Linked DNA regions of Mus musculus: regions 1 and 2 are each linked to region 3. The links are chromatin contacts, called in public Hi-C and promoter capture Hi-C maps. All regions are on one chromosome and are shown on one strand. The core of a region is the stretch at or near the end of the contact, and the rest is flanking DNA. Distances in the headings are between cores, read along the strand shown. Region 1 holds the start of Cacybp (calcyclin binding protein). Region 2 holds the start of Cop1 (COP1, E3 ubiquitin ligase). Region 3 holds the start of Tada1 (transcriptional adaptor 1).

Region 1 (3,497 bases), core at 418-2,917, 6.2 Mb before region 3:
CTACACCCTCATGTGGATGTTAGCATATGAACAAAAACCACCCAATAAAATAACAAATGTTAGTGAATGTGTGGAGAAATGGCACCTTTTGTGCAATTCTTGTGGAAACGGTAGCTTCCTAAGACTTTCCCTATTATTTGGCAATTACACGGACTAAAAACATGCCCACAAAACAAAACTTGTTTACAAGAAATCACAATCGGCAAGATGGAGAAACAGAAGAGTAGGAATTCCATCTGTACAATGGGACAGTATTCAACCACCCAAAGGAATGCCATACTGATACCACGACTGAACTAGAAAATCCTAAGGCTCCAGCCTAAGTAGATGGAGCACCTACAATGGATTTCTATTTAAGGAAACGAAAATAGTCTGCAACTAGGTAACACTGATGGTTGTACGACAGAAAAAGTTGAATTTCACATCTTAATATGATTGAATAAGGTGAATTTTAATCTCAGAAGAAAAACATGCCCCTATATGCATAGCTCCAAGTCTAAAGTCCCTTCTCTTTTGGAGACAATTAATGCTGCACAACTGTTAAGCCACCCTCTCCACTCTCCCAGTGAGCACGTGGTGCCTGCCTATCTTGTCGCAAGATACCCAGATGAATACTTTAACTTCCTAATTTTTATGTGTTTAAAGCCCATGATTTCTAAGTGAGGGAGAAGTTTCCGAAAAGCAAATCTTAACAGCCAATGTTTCTGTGAAAACAATATGTCAATCACATAAAACCTGTATTGGCCAAAACCCGGCAATTCAATTACTCTTGCTATGGAGACCTCGAGGATCCAAAAAGTCAAGTCATTCACATTCATTTTTTACAAATCTAAAAACACACGCCAGGCAATTTCCTAGTCGTACCTACTGCTCAATTCCCAGTAACTTTTTAAAAATTGCTTTTATACATAAAGACTGGGGGTATACCGGAACGGTAGAGAGCTTGCCTAGCGTGTGTAAGGCCTGCAGGTCCGCCACTGGCACTGCTAAATAAAAACTGAAACCATAAGCACTGTCCAGGGCGTTTAGAAATAATACAGAGAATGTATGTATAACCACCTATAAAATGAAAGCGGTGACCATGACTAGTCATGCGGGCATGGGAATTCCTTCCCATGGCCCCCGGCCCGGAGCTCAGAGCTTTGCAGGAAGGTTTCTGATCCCTGGCCAGGAACCGGGAGCCGAGAAGACCTCAGGCAATGGAGAGAGGGGACCGCCACCCGCGAGCCTACCACGAACCGCGCCAAAAATTGGGATCCAGACACACCCCCGACCTTCCAGCCGCGGCCGGGACACTCAGGCCCAGGCAGGCGGCGGCGTAGAGGCCGCGGGCCCGCGACGGGGGCAGAGCCGAGGACATCAGCCCCGGGAAAGCAGCCGCCGCCCGGCGGCGCGAGCCGGTGGGTCCAGGCCGACCCCTACCTCTTCCAAAACGGAAGCCATGCCGTCGCGCGTCAGACCCGAGGCCGGAGCTGCAGCGGTGCACCGAAGCAGACAGGAAAAGCCGAACACGCCACCCACGAGCGTCGCAGCGCCGGCAGCGAGCTCCACAGACCCGGCGCGACACGGCGGCCCGCCCTCCGCACGAGACGGCTCTGGAACCTTCGCAAGGCTCCACCGGAGCCTCCCAAGGCCCCGCCCCTCCGAGTCTAGTCCCGCCCCCAGGCTGGTTGCCTAGCAACGCTCAATTCTCGCGAGCGATCGAATGCTCAGGAGGCGTCCAGCCACTTCCTTCCGCCCCAGCGATTGAGACGTCGTTCCGCGCCGGCAGAACCGGGCTGCGCAGTCGCAGCTCGCAACCGCGGCCAGACCTAGCCCCGGAACTAACCTTCAAAGGTTTGGGGACCCGATAGGAAGTGTCTCGAGAAGGGCTGCTTCCGCTGGTGCGATGCGGAGTTGCCAGGCCGCCATCTTGTCTTCGGCAGCTCTGAGGTATCGGGAAAGAACAAAGGAGCGCCCCCAAAGAAGCACAACTACCATCAAAAAAGGACGGATTTGTTAAGGGAGGAAGGCTCCTAAGTAGAACAATGGCTTTAAGTGGGCCTTGGGTTTCTGGAGGCGTCCTGCGTCTAGCACCGTTGACGTGGCGCCATCTCGTGGGACTGTAGGAAGGTTGCACGGGCTTCCTGACTGGCTCTGGGCGCCGTGGTGGAAAGCGGCACGGTTTCAAGTGGCCGAACGCTCCATTCTCCCTTGCCTATATGAGCTCTTGATACGAAGTTTTCCACTGCCTTCGCTCTTTACTAGCGGTTTATTTTGTATTTTCAGCAGGGTTTGGATTGAGTGAATTTCCACGTAAAATGTGGAGGAATTCTTAGGACTTTGGGTTGCAGCAGCCCGGATTAGTAAACCCCCAGCGTAAAACCGTTTTTCAAATTATCTTAATTATGACAGCATAGAGACGTCCATAACACCCAGTAAACCGAGACAGAAAACAAACAGTACCCATTGGGAGGTAGAGCAATCTGCTGTCAGCTTACAGATGCTTAGGGGAGTTACTAGCATCAGCAAGTCAAGGAAAATGCTGCTACACTACACTTTATATTAATGTAACATTAAGGCATGCAACCTGTACGAACTTCTCACACAAACTTGCACAAAATGACAAGTTAGACAGGGATGTATGTCGTGTATAGTTGCAACTTAAATAAAAGTCTCAAACCACCAGTCCCATGGCCTATAGTGATAAAAATAAAAACAATCCTTTTCTGGAGTGGACAATGACAGAAAGGTGCCACCCTTTGAAGTTTATGAAAAGGTGAAATAAAAAGGAGGAGGACATGGCTACTTCTAAAGTATGGAGAAGATTTTTTTTATTATTTTTAATTTTTTTTTGTAGCTATAAGGAAGACAGGCAGAGGGAAGGGTCCAGGTCGAACATGACTGTTAGACTAAATACAACATAAGAGCAAGAGGGGCCTTGAACCTGTAAGAGTCCATGAATGGTCTAAGAATCATACCCTAGGCTCAAACAGTATGTAAACGCACAGAGTGTTTTATTCTGCAGAAGTCCAGCGGTGCTGGAGTCTCCCATTACCAGAAATAAAGAGTCAACCAAGTGAGCTTGAAGGCCTGATTTAATGCATGTTAGGAGATTCCATTTATTCCCTAGGGGATGACCTCTAACCCCATTTCTATCGACATTCCATTACTCGGGCATGGAGACTAAAAACTGTTGCTGAAGAAGTCTGGAAACTGGTGCCGACCCATTGTCCTTGCCTCAGGCCAGGTGGTGAGGCAGCTTCTGCGGACTGGCCTTACCCAGTCAAACGGTCAATTTAAAGCCTGTCATGGAGTCAGCCTAACCTTCTCAGACCAAGAGAGGCTGACTCAAACAAGAGACCTAAGTAGCAAAAATGGTTGAGTTATATAGGGACTGGTTTTGGCACAAGACACCCCAAGTCCAAATTCTCAACACAAAGATTTATTTCCTCTAGTGGGACAAGCAACAGATAGAGGCCTAGGAGAAGCAGAAAGGAGCAAGGTAGAGAGTGAAG
Region 2 (3,481 bases), core at 832-3,331, 7.1 Mb before region 3:
ACCCATCCTACTGTTCCAAATCTGTATACTTTGCTCAGCCTCCTCCCACCAGATACCCAGCTCTATATATCCTGGACCTTAAAGAAGTTTTCTTCTCTATTTCCCTGGTACCAGTAAGCCAGCCCATCCATATTTGTCTTTGAATAGACAAATCCAATGAGAGGAGTCAGCTAAAATGGACCTAACTGCTCCAAGAGCTCAAAAATAAACTAAATGATAATTGATGTTATATCTAAAATAATTACTATGCTCTACCAGAAATAAATGTTTCAAAGTTACTTGACTCTCCTCTAACTTTGATGTAAATTATGGTCTTTGTGGGTTTTGATTTAAAAACTCTGTACCCCTCAACTAGAGCACCAAGAGACTTTTCAAAGATATGAGACCACTCTCCATCTGGCCATCAATAAAAAGGACTTAAAACTTTTAATATGCTTAATTGGTGTGATTATCAGTAACTATATTGCGTGGATTATTTCACGAGTACAGAGTTTCTAACAACTGTTCCAAATTTACAGCGATTTAATTCCCAACACTTAGGAATGTGTATAATAATCCAGTTTTATGTATATACTCCAAGTGTATGCTTATCCAGGACCATAAGGTGCCCATCTCTTATTCCCCCTTGGGTTGCCGCTCTCTGTGGTCCAGTGACAGAAGGAATAAGGACAGTAGCCCTAAGTACTGTATCCCTAATCAGAGGATAAAGGAGCCTACAACAGATGCATCATCAGACTGGTAGACATCAGACACGTTGAATTCTATCTGCTTCATGTCCAGACAGAGGCTCTGACAAAAGTTGTCCTCCTAAACCGGCCAGGTTTAGACTTAGTTTTCATTTCCCAGGGGAACTAGGCGAGTATTGCTGCTTCAATGCCAACAAAGACGGAGTTATCAATGAGGTTTTACAAAAGGTTGGAGATAATTTAGATAAGTGACATCAGGGACAAGAAGCAAATAATTTCTGGTACTATAAAATGTTTGATTTGAAAGAGTAATAAAGACAAAATTCTAGGCCTTTGGGCCCAGGCTTGGGAATTTTGCCTTTGTGACTCAATGCTCCAAGGTATGCTAATCATAAAACAGATATCAACATTCCTCCACCCATCAGCTTCCTGGGTTCAAAGAGTGTTAATTCAAAGAAAGTCACCCTGACCATTGCTGGAACCCACTATGCAAAGGTGCTATTGCTAGGGGCTCTTAGATTGTTAGGGGCTCTTAGAAACTGTCTTGAGAGATAACCTGACACTTGTGACTTTGTACTTCCTTGTGACTCTTAACTGGTATTTTTGGTATTTTCCAACAACGCCCTTCCCACCTCCTTAAGTTGTGGTTTCTTCCTTTAAATACCCCCTAACCCAGCTACTCGGGGCGCCACGGTCCTCTACCCCTGCGTGGTGTATGACCGTGGGCCGAGAGCGCTCTTGAATAAAAATCCTCTTGCAATTTGCAGCAAGACCGTTTCTCGTTGGTGATTTTGGGGTGTCGCCTCTCCTGAGTCAGAACGTGGGGAAGTCCTCACGTTGTGGCTCTTTCAGATTGAAACCTAAGGCTTGTAACCCTTTTTCACTGCCCTGGCCCCTTACTCCTCCTAACAGGACTTCAAAATCTAAACAGAAAAAAAAAATCTAAACGAAAACAAATTATATTCCTGCCACACAATCGGGAAAAAGCGCGAAGCCGCAAGAGAACACAAGTGAGCTTAGTATTTTCCAGATAATAATCCATAGCCGCATGCGCGCTCGCTCACACGCATGCGCAACACCACTGCTCCGTACCGCCGCAGTTTTAGCTGGGCAATCCGCCAGCGTCCACCCGGGGCACGCTTAAGCAGTTGCTTTTCGAGCGTTCCCGGTCCACTAGACCAGATTCCCCGTCCTTTCCCCTTCCACCCTTTGGCTCCATGAAAACGGCCATCTCTCTACTACGTCAGAAAGGAAATCAGCTTTCCACTCGGAGAACTACACGCTCGGCATCTCCGTACAGCCCGGCGCCGGCGCCGGCGCCTGCGCGCGCAGCTGCTCCGCTGCCCCGCCCCTTCCGCCGCTCATGCGCAAGCCCGACCGCCTCGGCGCGCCCGGGTTGGCTGCCCCGGCGGCCTCCTCGGCAGTCATGGCTCCTCGGATGTGATAGTTTCCCCCGCCCCCTCGCGTAGGACGCGGCGGCGGGGCGGCGGTGGGAAGCCTAACTTTATTGTTCCCCCGGCCCGTCTCCCGGCGCGTCCTCAGGATGCTCGGGAGCTGAGCGCCGGGGGCGGCGGAGGGTCGCGGTCTGTCCGGGCCCTCGCCTCGGAGCGCAGGGCCAAGGGAGGGAGTCACGATGTCAGGTAGCCGCCAGGCCGGCTCGGGTTCCGCTGGGACGAGCCCCGGCTCCTCGGCCGCCTCCTCGGTGACTTCCGCCTCCTCGTCCTTATCCTCGTCTCCGTCGCCGCCGTCCGTGGCGGCCTCGGCGGCGACGCTGGTGTCCGGCGGCGTGGCTCCGGCCGCGGGCTCCGGCGGCCTCGGCGGCCCGGGGCGGCCTGTGCTGGTGGCGGCCGCGGTGTCTGGCAGCGCGAGCGCCGGCGGGGCGGTGTCCGCGGGCCAGTCCCGGCTCAGCTGCGCGGCCAGGCCCAGCGCCGGCGTTGGAGGGAGCAGCTCCAGCCTCGGCAGTAGCAGTAGGAAGCGACCTCTGCTCGTCCCGCTTTGTAACGGGCTCCTCAACTCCTACGAGGACAAAAGCAACGACTTCGTCTGGTGGGTTTGCATAGCAGCCCCTGCGTGCATGACCACGAGTTTCTGCTGCTGAGCCTGGCGGGGTCCCGTGGAGGGAGGCCTGTTGGAGGTGCTGGGATTCGAACCTAGAGAGTTGAGTGTTTGCAGAGTTAAGGTTCCCGGTTGGGAGGTGGAGCTGGACTGGGATCCTTAGGCAAAGTGGTGAAATGGGATTGCACAGAAGTGGGTGCTGGTGTCCAGGAACTGAAGGCATTTAAGGGAGTGCTTAAGGATAAAGATGGAGGTCCAGTAAGTGGTTATTAGAAAGGAAGTATTCGGGGTAGGAGGTTAAATCCCTTCTGGTTTTTGTTTTTGTTTTCTTTCTTTTTTTGGCCATCTAGTGGACGAAGTATCAGTCAGGAGTAGTTCATGATTTTCGGAGGTAGAAGACTAGTTAGTGCCTGGTGATTCTGAGGTGTGGGATTGCTGGTCAACACTATATTGTAAAAAAGTAGATGGTGCTCGAAACCTGGTTGGTGATGCTTTACGAAGTTATTTTTGCCCATCCTGCGTTGGAATATGAATTTGAATAGATAGGACACTTGTAATACTGTTAATAATTTTGTAGTCAAAGTTTGTTCACACCCAATTCCAGGTTTCAACTGTTGGAAAAAGGGAAACACATTTTTAGTGTTTCTGTGTTGTATGGAACGATCGCAGCGCTGTGTATACACTGGAATCTCTGACTTGAGAAACGCTTTTACAGTCATTGCATCACAGCTGGCATCTTG
Region 3 (4,088 bases), core at 47-2,546:
ATAAAGATGCTTGTTAAAATATTTCTTTTAATACAGGAGAAAACCCCAGTTTAATAGACAGGAAAGAAGTCATTGTATGCATCTTATCTGTGCAGTATTTAACAGGGCCCGCTGCTCACAACCACCTGTAAATTCACTCACAACGACATCTACCTAAAAACAAAATCTTTAAAAAATTATGCTGTCATTAAAAGTATGAACATTAGCCGGGCAGTGGTGGCACATGCCTTTAATCCCAGCACTTGGGAGGCAGAGACAGGTGGATTTCTGAGTTCAAGGCCAGCCTGTTCTACAAAGTGAGTTCCAGGACAGCCAGGGCTATACAGAGAAACCCTGTCTCAAAAAACAAACAAACAAACATGAACATTAAGGCAAAATAATAGCCTGGTGTCAGATAGCCAGGGCTACAAAGAGAGACCCTATTTCAAGAACAAACAAGCTGGGCATGGTGACCCATGCCTTTAGTCCCAGCCAGCACTAGAGGCAGTTGGATCTATGTGAGTTAAGAGGCCACTCTGTCAAAACGAGAGAGAGAGAGAGAGAGAGAGAGAGAGAGAGAGAGAGAGAGAGAGAGAGAGAGACTTTAAAAGTAGGCTTTAAAAAGTTTTAAGCTGAACACAGCTATGGCTTCCTAGTGTAGTATATATGTGCATATTCGAGTGTGAATTTGGAATTTGAGAGAGGACAAGCTAGCTTGTGGGTCCTTCCACTTGACCTTGACTTGAAACGAGGTTCTTTGCGTCTTTTCCTCTGTGGGTCAGGCTAACTAGCTGCTGAGACTCCTCCTGTTACCTCCCCTAGGACCTTTGGTAGTCCTGCTTGGGAATTATTTTTATTTGATCTGTCAATAGTGAATGTTCAGAACTTGAGTAACATAAATCCTGCCTTCAGGCAGCTCTCGTTTTAGTTGCAGGAGGCAGAAAACGAGATCGACCAACTAAATGTCACAATAGGTGGTGAGCACTTGGCAAAAAAATGAGGACAAGAGGATAAATTAGATATTGCATGCACTCGGGGACCTGAGCTCTTCCTTCTGGGAAGAGCTGACCTGCAGTCAGGGCGGGGCCTGGCCGGAGGGCGGGCGGGGCGGTCAAGTTCGCGCCCCGGGGGCCGCCGCGGGCGGGCAGGCGGGCGTAGGTTGGGCACGCGCCCACCAGGGGAAGCGGGTCACGTGAGCCAAGAGGCGGGAGTTGGCGAAGGGAGTTTGGCTGGGTGCTTTCCCAACTGCGAGACGGCGGGGCCAAGAACCAAACCCACGCAACGTCTCCCTAGCGGATGGGGGCGGGGCCGCCGAGCAGAGCCGAGCCGAGCCGAGCCGAGCGGAGCCGAGCCGAGCCGAGCGGAGCCGAGCCGAGCCGAGCCGAGCCGAACCGAGCCGAGCCGAGCCGAACCGAGCCGAGCCGAGCCGAGTGGAATCGAGTCGAGTCGAGCCTCCAGCGTCCGGCGCGCAGGCCTTCCGCCGCGTTGATCTTTCGGTTGCTGGTGGCCGTGGGCCGCGCGGTCTACGGTCGGGCTGAAAGACGCGCGCTGCAATGGCGACCTTTGTGAGCGAGCTGGAGGCAGCCAAGAAGAACTTGAGCGAGGCGCTGGGGGACAACGTGAAACAGTAAGAGCCGCGGGGACCAGCCTCCGGGCCTGTCCGTGGGTGTGCCCCAAGCTCGGGGCTGCCGTAGTCCCTGGACTCTCTTCACCTCCCGGAGGCCGTAGGCGTCTCGCGGCCGCCACGGCTCCCGTGCGGGCTCCGCCGGGACTCGAGGCGCTGGAGGACTTTCTCCTGGGCGTCCCGACACCGGTGATACCCGCGTGGGGGCGGGAGCAGCGCCCTAGGCGCCCCGGAGTCGGTAGAGCGGGGGGCGCGCCGGGGCGGGGTGGGGGGGCCCGGAGGGCTTCCCGGAGGCGGAGGCCCGCGTTGCTCAGGGGCCAGCTAGAAGAGCTGTGAAAGCGGGTTCGGAAGGCACAGAGACCCCAAGTGAAGTCGGTCGGTCACCCACCTTACAACCACAGCATCCAAGGGGGCGGCTGCCTAGCCGGCCGTAGGACGCCTTTCCCAGTGTTCCACACGGGCCAGCCAATCCTCAGACCTGAGATCGGCACAGTTCGTACTCGAGAGACAGAGATTACTTATTCCCCCAAAGTCACTGCCCAAGGATGGGACTGAGGCTTCTGGTTCCCGCCGTGTGATGCTTTTCAGGGGTTACTTGGAAAGTCCTCCCGTTCCCCACACCGCCGGGCTGTCAGCAGGGACTGGGGCAGAGTGACAGCTCTATAAGCAGTAGCCTGCGGCAGCCGGAGGAGGAGCCTCGATCTTTTGGGGGAACTTCAATTCTGGCAAACCCGTATTTCCTGGCACTGAAGTTGAAATGATTGACAAGAGCAGCCCGTGAAGCAGAGGTGGTGTTAATAGAAAGGCCGTCAGAAAAGCTTAGGTGCAAGCTCCTCGTCGGAACCCCTCTTTAAAAGGCTTTAAATAAATAAATAAATAAATAAATAATAAGTATTATTATTTGTAGATTTTTAAGCACCGGAATTAAAAAGAGATGCCCAGGGAAATAAGACATACCCAGATGTGGACTTCTCAATGGAGAGTCACAAGTTGTGCGTTTTGGCAGCTGTCTTGTTACACCCAAGAATTTTGTACAAGTTTCTTTTTCTTTTTTCTCTTTTTGCTGATGAGGTGGACAAGCTTATAAAGTCTGGTAGAGTAAAACCAGGCGACATTAAAGTTGCACAAGGGGTTTCTCTGTCCAGATGACCAGACAACTGCGGTTTTACAGCCTGGAAGCGAGAAGGAGGGAGGCCTTAGACAGAGATTGTTAGTTGTGTTGGAATTTTCGATGTTAGCTGGTAAGAGGCTGCAAGCTGAGTGGGGTGAGGGACTCTTTTGCGTTTTTTACGTTTGTGATGTTTTCAGTTTGATAGTCCTGCCTCAAGACTGTCACACCAAGCGCCATGGGTGAAGGACCACCTGAGATGCAAGGAGGAAATTAAATTAAATTTAAATAGGTAAAAATGGCAGCCTTTGGCTTCGTTAGAATGGTTGTGTACTTTTATAATACTGTTTGGTGAGGCTTACGGTTAAAAAGCCTATTGGGAGACTTGTCTCTTTTTCCACGCTCACAGGGTTTTGGAAGTGAATGGTTTCACACGGAGCTAAATCTGCAGGCTATGACTTGTGAAGGCCATGACTCTAACTCTGGCCAGAGTAACTGTGCCTTCCTTCCAGACTCACTTAGCAAACTCAGGCATGACAGAAACCTTTGCAGTCTTTGATCCATTTGTAATGGCCAGAGCTGACTGTGATGTTGCACAAATATGGGTGCTGATTCCAAATTTTATGTATCTGTCATGTGAAATTCACAAGTCTTTGTGTCAGGGACACAGTTAATGATGGGATTGTAATGCATTTCTGTTTCCGGTCTTCATTTTTAAAACCTGCCATCTTGGTTAAGCTTGCTTGTCTCTGGCCATTTCCTCTTAAGCAGTTTGCTTTTCGTTGTTCATCATGACCATTTAAATGGGATCCTGGGAGGTAGGTAAAACAAGGGTATACAGAGTGCATGGTGTGAATTGTTTACCATATGTCCAGCGGTCCAGATGTTAAAACCACAGGCTTTCAGTTACTCATATCCAGGAATACTTCCTTTCTGGCGAGTGATTAGAAAGGCAGCATTTCTGCCGATTTGAGCTCATCTGAACGGAAGCGTGGCACAGGAATAGGTGTTAGTCACCACTCTCCTCCTCATAAAACGTTCACGCTTAGGAGTAAGTCCGCCATGTTCTTTTAAGAAGGCGGCCAAGAGAAGGAAAGGCACAGGTGTGTCTGCACCAAGTCTGCCCTGAGTCCTCCTTTAGGGAGAAAGGATGTTTCTTGTTGCTCCTCTGCCTCTTTGGTGTGTTCATTTGCTAGGCACCACAGGCGAGTTGCTTAAACCACAGAAGTTACTCTTTTCACAGCTCTGGGGGTTGTAAATCCTAGGCCAGTATGCTGGACGGGTGGGTTTCTTCTGAGGCTCTCCTGGGACCTCTGCAAGAGTCTGAAGTATCTGTCCCCTCCTTTGCTGCTGACTAGACAGACTAGCTTAGGAGTC

The links. Promoter capture Hi-C pulls out the DNA fragments that hold promoters and counts their contacts. A called contact is a pair of places that touch in the nucleus more often than the background predicts.
Region 1: a contact with region 3 is called in a Hi-C map of muscle stem cells, with 6 times the contacts expected there. The contact joins the promoter of Cacybp here to the promoter of Tada1 in region 3.
Region 2: a promoter capture Hi-C map of liver shows a contact between it and region 3, with 3 times the contacts expected there. The contact joins the promoter of Cop1 here to the promoter of Tada1 in region 3. A contact is called at or near these places in 1 of 39 promoter capture datasets (liver) and 1 of 484 Hi-C or Micro-C datasets (CD4 T cells).

What each region holds. Positions count from the first base shown.
Region 1 is chr1:160,211,225-160,214,721 of GRCm38.p6, forward strand. Cacybp (calcyclin binding protein) reads right to left here and starts at 1,668. Exons shown (of 6, transcript NM_009786.2): 1 at 1,423-1,668. The coding sequence starts at 1,443.
Region 2 is chr1:159,230,119-159,233,599 of GRCm38.p6, forward strand. It overlaps Cop1 (COP1, E3 ubiquitin ligase), which reads left to right and starts at 2,082. Exons shown (of 20, transcript NM_011931.4): 1 at 2,082-2,732. The coding sequence starts at 2,320.
Region 3 is chr1:166,377,871-166,381,958 of GRCm38.p6, forward strand. It overlaps Tada1 (transcriptional adaptor 1), which reads left to right and starts at 1,297. Exons shown (of 8, transcript NM_030245.3): 1 at 1,297-1,606. The coding sequence starts at 1,533.